Linked DNA regions of Oryctolagus cuniculus: region 2 is linked to region 1. The links are chromatin contacts, called in public Micro-C maps. All regions are on one chromosome and are shown on one strand. The core of a region is the stretch at or near the end of the contact, and the rest is flanking DNA. Distances in the headings are between cores, read along the strand shown. Region 1 overlaps CFAP45 (cilia and flagella associated protein 45). Region 2 holds the start of DUSP23 (dual specificity phosphatase 23).

Region 1 (4,276 bases), core at 861-3,360:
ATCTCCTTCTGCTTCATGATCTTCTTGCGCGTGGTCACTGCGTCCTAAGGGAGGCGAGTCTGGGTCAGGAGGGATATAGTCCCCGTGCTCTGTCACCTGAGGGCTAGCCTGGACACCACAGCTATCCCCAGTATGTTTTGGCCTCAGCCCATCACGCCGTCAGAACCAAGACATTTCACAGCCTGGCTTCGTTCCCGATCCTCCTCTTGGCCCCAGGATCTCCTGTTTCTCCAATATTTCTCACTGGTCTTGGCGCTGCAATGTGAAGCAGGCATCCACATCTGGCTTCGGAGTCCTCCTAACTAGAGTTGAGTCCCCACCGTCCTGAGAAGCTCGTCTCTCGCCCAGCACGGCTCTCTTCTGCCGCCCGTCTGCAGAGGTCGAAGCTTAGGGAGGGGACCTACCAAAACGGCTTCCTTCTCCTTCCTGAAGGCCTGCTCCCTGGCCTCGAGCTCTTCCCTGGTCAGGACGTGAGATGCCCATTTGATTCGCTCCAGCTCCTCTGGGCTGATGATTAGCGACTGCCCTGAGGGATCCTCTGTGGGAACACTGACACAGGAGTGAGCAGACTTAGGGAGGCGAGAGGGAGACGGAAAGCCCCGGGCTCCATGCTCTGCCCTCTTCCCCTGCCCTCTTCCCCTGCCCCAACCCTCGGGCCCAGACTCAACCAACAGAAGGGGACAATGCAACTGGGAAATTCATGGGGAGTAAGGGTTCCAGAGAAGGATCAGGTAGTATTGTAGATATTAAAAAGACATTTTAGGGGCTGGCATTGTGGCATAGCCAGTAAAGCTGCCACCTGCAATGCCAGCATCCCATATGGACACCGGTTCAAGTCCCAGCTACTCCACTTCTGATCCAGCTCCTTGCTAATGTACTTGGGAAAGCAGCAGAAGATGGGCCGGTGCTTGGGCCCCTGCACCCACATAGGCGCCTAGAGGAGACTCCTGGCTCCTAGCTTCAAATTGGCCCAGCTCTGGCCATCACAGCCACTTGGAAAGTGAACCAGCAAATGGAGGATATCTCCCTCTCTCTCTCTCTCTCTCTCTCTCTGTCTTTGCCTCTCTCTTTCTCCCTATAAACTCTGCCTTTCAAATAAATAAATAAATCTTTAAAAAAAAAAAAAGACATTTTAAGTCATTCTATACAAGGTCCAGTTTAGTGTTACTTTCTCCATGCAACTGTCCGAGACCTTCCCCTGTGTTCACATCTGCCCACACCCACTGCCCAAGCCCCAGGTCACCTCCTCCCGAGTCCCCACCACACTGTTCTGACTGCCCACACTGTAGTCAATAGCAGGGTCTGTTTCCTTTACCAGGTCTTTCAGGAGGCAGACTCTGTCCTATCGACATTGGGAGCCTAGTTGCTGCACGGTGCTTGGCATCGAGTACTCAACTGTTTTGAGTTCTGAACTTTAAAATTAGATTATTCCCAATGACATAAAAAGGGCAAGGGAGTGCCATACAAGGTTGAAATGGATGCTAGCGAGAAACCTAAACATGCCTGTTCACCCAGCCTAGAGAGAAGCTTTGAACCCTAAATATTAATTAAAATATCTGATCAACAACAGCAGGAGCTGTGCCTATAGACCTTTTCAGCTGCCCAACGCACGCAACAAACCAATAGCTAATTATGATGATTACAAACAAGTGACATACATTAAAAGATGGGGGAGGGGTAGTGGGGGGTTGGAATAAAGCTGCTTCTGGGTGAGGCCATTTAACAGGCACAAGGCTGTAAACGCAGTCTGAGACAGGAAGCAGAACCTCACCTAATAAAACCAGTGGGGGTGGGGCGGGGATCCATGGGGCAGATGCAGTGAGTGACTGGATTTGGGGCTTAGCCAAGATTTGTACTTCACCAAGCAATGTGGCCCAAAACAGCCGAGGGTCTGCAGTGACCAGGAAGGACGGATCTGAATCTAGGGCTGCTTTCAATACCTCTGCAAAGTAACCAGCCACTTGGCCGCCAGTGAGTTTGTTTCCAATCAAGACCACTCCAAGAAGGAACCCTTTCTCGGGTCCTAGGCAGAACTGACAACGTCTGGCCATTTGATGCTGGGGCTGGCTGGTCCATGTCCACCTCAGGACCTACTGTGAAGCTCAGCTCGTGAGCCATGCCCCAGTTCCTGACACAGGCAGCATTTTCTGAGAATTCAAGTTTTTAGTGGGTGGATTCAGATGATGGAAGAAAAGTAACAGAGGGGGCCGGCGCCGCGGCTCACTAGGCTAATCCTCCGCCTAGCAGCACCGGCACACCGGGTTCTAGTCCCGGTTGGGGCGCCGGATTCTGTCCCGGTTGGCCCTCTTCCAGGCCAGCTCTCTGCTGTGGCCCGGGAGTGCAGTGGAGGATGGCCCAGGTGCTTGGGCCCTGCACCCCATGGGAGACCAGGAAAAGCACCTGGCTCCTGGCTCCTGCCATCGGATCAGGCACGGCGGCCGCGGCGGCCATTGGAGGGTGAACCAACGGCAAAGGAAGACCTTTCTCTCTGTCTCTCTCTCTCTCACTGTCCACTCTGCCTGTCAAAAAATAAAAAAAAAGAAAAAAAAAAGAAAAGTAACAGAGGAGAAGCAGTAATGCAGGAGCTAAACCGCTAAGCACAGTGTAGGCCCATGGAACATTGCTGAGTTCCACCGGAGCAAAGAGGGCAGCTCCAGCCAGGAAGCAAGGGTGAGCTAATCCCAAAGGAACCCGAGGAGCCCCAGTGAATTTCCTCAGATGGCCTCAGAGTCTGGGAAGAAGCCAGAGGGCTAATTAGGCATCTGGTCAGTTTCCCTTTGCTTCAGATTCTGAATGCAGCCTAAAGGAAGTGACTCATCGGGAACACTTCCCTTTACCAACTTTGCTGGGGGGGTTGGGGGGATCAGAGAGGACCCACTGAGTTCTTCCCCCGCACCAGTTCCTTAGATTCCACAGCCAGCCGGAAGAAAGGAGGGAGGAGGAAGCTGGGTTTGGAGGGCAATGGTGATAACAGATGCAACCGAGGAGAAAGAAAGGGCAGGAAACAAAAGGAGACTGTGAAAAGGGCAGTGAGGACGGACTGGACTGATAGGAGACCAGGCAGGCTTCCCCTCCCACTGCAGAGATCCTCAGCAGTGCAGGCTGAGCGGGGGACCCCAGGGCACTCACATGAGCTCTCGGACCATGTCCCGGGTGATGAGCTGAATGGTCTCTGGCTTGTGGTCCAAGCCCATGGCAGTGAGAGTTTTCCGGAGGGTGTGCTTATCTCGGAGCAGCACGATGGGGCTGTCATTCTCTGCCTGGGTCAGAGGCTACGAGGTCAGAAAGGAGGGCTTAAGTAGCTGGTCATCCCACTTCCTGCTGGCCAGTCTCTACTTCATCTGTCACCTTCCCTTCTCCCGGGGCCTCCACCCCACCCACTGGCAGGGCATGCTGGCTGGGGGCCAGACTGCAGGACCACTAAGAGCCGGGGACTGAGAAGGCAGCACAGTGCCCTTTATGTGAGCAGGGCTGGCTCTACTCTGGATGGGCTCTTCCAAGAGCAAGGCCTCTTGTTCTTGTGCAGCTACTCTTTATGGGATGGAGGGGAGGAAAGGAGAGCCATTGCTTGTCTGTATCTATCCTCACTTAAGTCACCAGGAGTACAAAGGAAAGTTTGAGTATCTAGGTTCTCCTCTCTCCATGAAATAATGAATACTCTGAGACTCTTGGACCACACTGAGTTTGGAGCAATATAATCTGTAATAGACTCACACAATCTACAATATTAGTAATTTTTAATTTTTAATGATTAACTTACTTGAACCTCCCAAAACTGCCATAATGAGAGAGTTAGAAACAGATAAATAGCCCAACAGAGTCCTGTCCTTCAAATCTAACGTTATGGGGCCAGTGTTATGGCACAGCAGGATCCCATATGAGCACAGGTTCAAGTCCCCGCTGCTCCACTTCCCATCCAGATCCCTGCTAATGCTCCTGGGAAAGCGACGGAGGATTTTTGGGTGCTTGGGTCCCTGCCACCAACATGGGGGAACCAGAAAAAGCTCCTGGCTCCTGGCACTGCCCTGGCTATCACGGCCATTTGGGAAATAAACCAGCCGATGGAAGCTCGCTCTCTCTCTCTAACTCTGTCTTTCAAATACATAAATAAATCTTTTAAAAATATGTATCTAATGTGATGAGGCTCTCAGTGAATTAGAATTCAGCAAGAAGAATACAAAGTAGCTGTACGATTTTCTTCAAAATTTTCTGACCAAGAAGGAGTTAAGATGAAAAGAAAATGAAGTCACTTATCTCAGGGAGTTTCTAAACACAG
Region 2 (4,276 bases), core at 1,239-3,738, 110 kb before region 1:
AGAAAATTAAATGTCACTCTCTTGATGATGGACACAGACGAAACAATCACCCTGGCCCTCTCCATCCTGGGTCTACTGGAGGGGAGCAGCAGAGGAGGGGAAGGAATTCCTAAAAAGGGAGCCTGGCCTTTCCATAGAGAAGCCCTGGTGTGTGGTTGGAAGCACTTCCAGCCCTGCAGAGACCCACATGGAGGGAAGTCACTAACAGGGGCTCTGGAGAGAGGGAAATCTCTCTGCAGAAGACAGGCTTTGGACAGAACATCAAGGAGGCAAGGAAGGAAGGGTGGGAAGAAAGAAGAGGAAGGCAGAGGGATGAATGACTAACTTGCAGGGAGCAAGAGCAGGAGTCTTGTCTCCAGGAGCAGGGCAACCAGAAAGCCTGGGGCACAATTAGAATGAGAGAAGTGGAGGTGGGGTGATGGGCAGCAGAAAGCCTACAGCTGGGGAGGGGTGGAATGAATTGAGGTGGGCTAGAGAGACTGATAGGGAGTTCTGTGGGACCGGGAGTGCAAACAGGAAGAGCTTAATCGGGGCTGTGATGCTGTGGAATGGGAGCAAAGGGGAGATGGGGCAGCTCCTGGAGCCGGGGAGAAAGCCGTTGTGTGCAAATGGTAAGTGCATTTTCCACAGGGGCAGAGCACACTTTGAACTCTAAGGGAGGAGAAATCCTTTTTCATTTTGCTGGGGCCAGAGGTTTAAACGGTCAAGTGTGTTTGTCGGAGGCAGAAGGGGAAGAAGGAGGGAAGGACCTGTGCCTGGCCGTGTTAACCGTCTCTCAGACTCAGATTACTCACGTACAAAATGGACATAGAGCACCTTCTTTCCAAAAGCACTTACCACAGGGCCCGACACACTAGCACATTCAATAAGAGTTTTCACAGTTACAGTCACTCTGCATCCCTAGAAGCCCAAAGATTTGCACCCTTCAGAGCTCAGCTAAAGAAGCTTGTTCAGATCTAGGTCCCCACCTGACAAGAGCAACGCTGATCAACTCCAGCCTGCCCAGTGGAGGGTAATCCAGCCAGCCTGGAAACCCTGAAATAGGAAGAAATGTGCACTAGAGAAAAAATTCAGAAAGCCCACAGGTATCTGTACCAGTTCATATTTGGGGTGTGAGGATGGTTACATGATGAAAAACTAATTTTGTTTAATTAACAGTTTCTGTGCTGTTAAAGATTCATCTGCTGGTCAAGTTCCCGAGCCTCACCCAGGAGACAGTGGCTTGAGCTATCACGTCATGCCAGCAGAGAGTACCTCGTCGTCCCATGCCAGCAGGAAGTAGCTCTAAAGACAGATCATCTACCCTCTACCCCTCCTGGACTTTTGGGGCCAATGTAATCCCATACAACTCTTGCTTTATAAAAAAAAAAAAAAAAAAAAAAGGGAGGGGGGAATGTTAGTAAAATGCCACAGTCATCTATGGCACAATCTATGCCCTGAACACCATACTAGGCTCTGACCCCCCACCCCACCCCACCCCTCACCATTGCTGGAAGCCAGTGACCGCATGGCCCAACCACTGGTGTCAGCTCCACCCCCATCCTAAAGAGATTCTCTGCTCCTATTTCCCTACCCGACCCCCATGCAAAGGTTTAACAGGACCGGGTCCTGAACACAGGGCCCTCTCTTGATCTCTCTCTGTCTCTTAATCTCTCTCCCTCTCTTTCTCTTGATCTCGCTCTCTTATGCTCTTTTTCCTTCTTCGCCCCTTCCCTCCAGCCTTTGGGTTTCCCCCAATAAACCCTTTCCTTAAAAAAAAAAAAAAAAAAGTTCCTGAGCCTCTTGCCTCTTCAGTGCCTGAATTTTCTCATGTACAAAATGGGGTTAATTAGGTCACCTATCTCATTATCGTGGTGATTAAATGAATTAATACATGTAACATACTTAGAAGAGTAGCTGGCACGTAGTAGATGCTCACATGAATTGGTTGGTTATTATTATTAGTACTACAACTGTAGTTATTGTCTTGGTAAGATCTCAGAGTGTTAGAGGGTAGCCCAGAATTCTTAATAGTTCCAGCAATGGGAAAATAAGGATGGTGCCCGTGCGGTGGTGATTCCCTCATACTGGGAGAATTCAAAAAGCCATACTGATAACGACTTGTCAGTCACAGGAGAGACTGCCCATCCCCCTGGACAAAGTGTGGCCCAGGCCTTAGGGAGGCAGAGGCGGCTACCCAGAGTTGCAGTAACACCAACACACCGCCAGGGCGCAGCAGAGCCCGACCCCGTGTTGTCTCAGCCACAGAAAACAATTCATTCGTTCCAGGTTTTCCTGCTTGGCTGTTTGGGTTGCGCACGGCTGCAGTAATCCCGCCCATTATTGATGATGCAACCAACCAACGATTGTCCTGGGCGGGCCTGGGGGCGGTGGCGGTGGGGGGGTGGATCGCGCTGCCACTTTGCATTGCTCAAAGCCTGGAGGACCGCGCTCTAGCCACGCCCCCGGGCGGCTCGGCCAATCCCCAGCGGCGGACCGGACCCGGGGGCGGGGTCCCGCAACCCACGTGGCCCGGTCGGCGCCGAAGCCGCGTAGGTGGCCGGTTACTGCCCGCCCGAATAGAGGTGACGGGAGGGCGGCTCTAGCAGTGCCAGCCTCGCCCCGGGTGACCCCCAGCCATGGGAGTGCAGCCCCCCAACTTCTCCTGGGTGCTGCCGGGCCGGCTGGCGGGGCTGGCGCTGCCGCGGCTCCCCGCCCACTACCAGTTCCTGCTTGAGCTGGGAGTGCGGCACCTGGTGTCCCTGACGGAGCGCGGGCCCCCGCACAGCGACAGCTGCCCGGGCCTCACCGTGCACCGGCTGCGCATCCCGGACTTCTGCCCGCCCGCCCCCAACCAGATCGACCGCTTCGTGCAGATCGTGGACGAGGCCAACGCGCGGGGCGAGGTCAGCGGGCGGGGTCGGCGCGGGGAGGGCGGGACTTGGCCGGACTCAGCTGGGGACGTGGGCGGAGCTGGCTGCGGGGAGGCCCTTATGGGGAAGAGGATGAAGACGCTACAGAGGAGCGAAGGGGAGAGGGCTAGGCAGCGCTTGAGAGGTCAAAGGCTGGACAGACTCGGGAGAAGTGCAAGGTGAAGTCAGAGCGAGCCTGTTTTCCGGTTTCCGTAGCTATGTTCTCATACCAGGGCACTTAAAAAAGTTCAGAGAGCAGAATTGAAAGGTAAGCTCGTTTTGGTTCCAAAAAAAATCTGAAATCCATGAAAAGTATTTTCATGATACATATTTTTCATGAACTTTTCTGACAACCCTTTGCATAGGTTTCAAAATTTTTTGCACCACAATAAATTTCATTTCATTTTCCACAAGCCTTTCAAAGCACCTGCATATGTAATTTTAAATTTTCTAGCGATCACATGTTTTAAAGAGTAAAAACACGCAGGTGAAGTTAATTTGGATAATATTAACTTGGTAAGTCAGAAATATTATCATTTAAACACGCAGTCAATGTAAAATTAAAAATTTGTTTTTCATTTTATAAGAAAGGTATAAAAAGACAGATGAAGAGAGATCTTCCACCCACTGGTTTGCTCCCTAAATGCTTGCAACAGCTAGGTCTGGGCCAGACTAAAGTTAGGAGCCCACACTCAGTCCAGTTTCCCTGCATGGGTGGCAGATACCCAACTACATGAACCTGGGGTTCACATTAGCATTCAGAAGCTAGAGCAGAAGTGGAGTATCCAGGAGCAGAACCAGGAACTCCAATATGAGATGCGAGTAGGGAGTAATGCCCACTTCTGAAATAGTAGACAGCTGCTTTCCTTTTATTGTACTGCCTCTTCAGACTCAGGTGTGTGTTTTGCACCGCATGTCATTTGAAATGGCCACATTTTAAGTACACAGGAGCCATGCATAGAGGCCCTTGTAGTGGATAGCACAGGTAGAAGGCTGTGTAGATGGAGGCCCGGAGCCTGGCTCTGGAACCAGCCACTTCAGAGGCTTCCTAGCCACTGGGGTGCAGGGACACCCTCCCTGACTGATGTCACTTGCCCTCTGAAGGCATGAAAAGAGCCCTGGGCCTATCCTGGAGAAGCCGCTGTGGGGAGGGTACTGATCCCAGTGAGCAGCACAAGAATGACGGGGAGGGTGTTGGGCTCCACACCCTCAACTTCTTCTTCACAGGCGGTGGGAGTGCACTGCGCCCTGGGCTATGGCCGCACTGGCACCATGCTGGCCTGCTACCTGGTGAAGGAGAAGGGCTTGGCTGCAGGCGATGCCATTGCTGAAATCCGACGCCTGCGACCTGGCTCCATCGAGACCTATGAACAAGAGAAGGCCGT

The links. Hi-C and Micro-C count contacts between places; a contact is called where the count stands out from the background.
Region 2: a Micro-C map of ear pinna shows a contact between it and region 1, with 3 times the contacts expected there. The contact joins the promoter of DUSP23 here to the enhancer-like site in region 1. A contact is called at or near these places in 2 of 6 Hi-C or Micro-C datasets (ear pinna and an unstated tissue).

What each region holds. Positions count from the first base shown.
Region 1 is chr7:39,053,910-39,058,185 of mOryCun1.1, reverse strand. CFAP45 (cilia and flagella associated protein 45) reads right to left here. Exons shown (of 12, transcript XM_008264244.4): 3 at 3,130-3,272; 4 at 405-549; 5 at 1-44. Among named protein-coding and RNA genes, the nearest start is that of CFAP45, 10 kb to the right of the region's middle. Within about 2 kb of position 2,110, at least 4 of the 8 cell types and tissues checked have an H3K27ac peak or open chromatin away from gene starts, as enhancers often do. A contact at or near this core is called in ear pinna, where this site is marked.
Region 2 is chr7:39,168,967-39,173,242 of mOryCun1.1, reverse strand. It overlaps DUSP23 (dual specificity phosphatase 23), which reads left to right and starts at 2,488. Exons shown (of 2, transcript XM_002715275.5): 1 at 2,488-2,885; 2 at 4,119-4,276. The coding sequence starts at 2,619.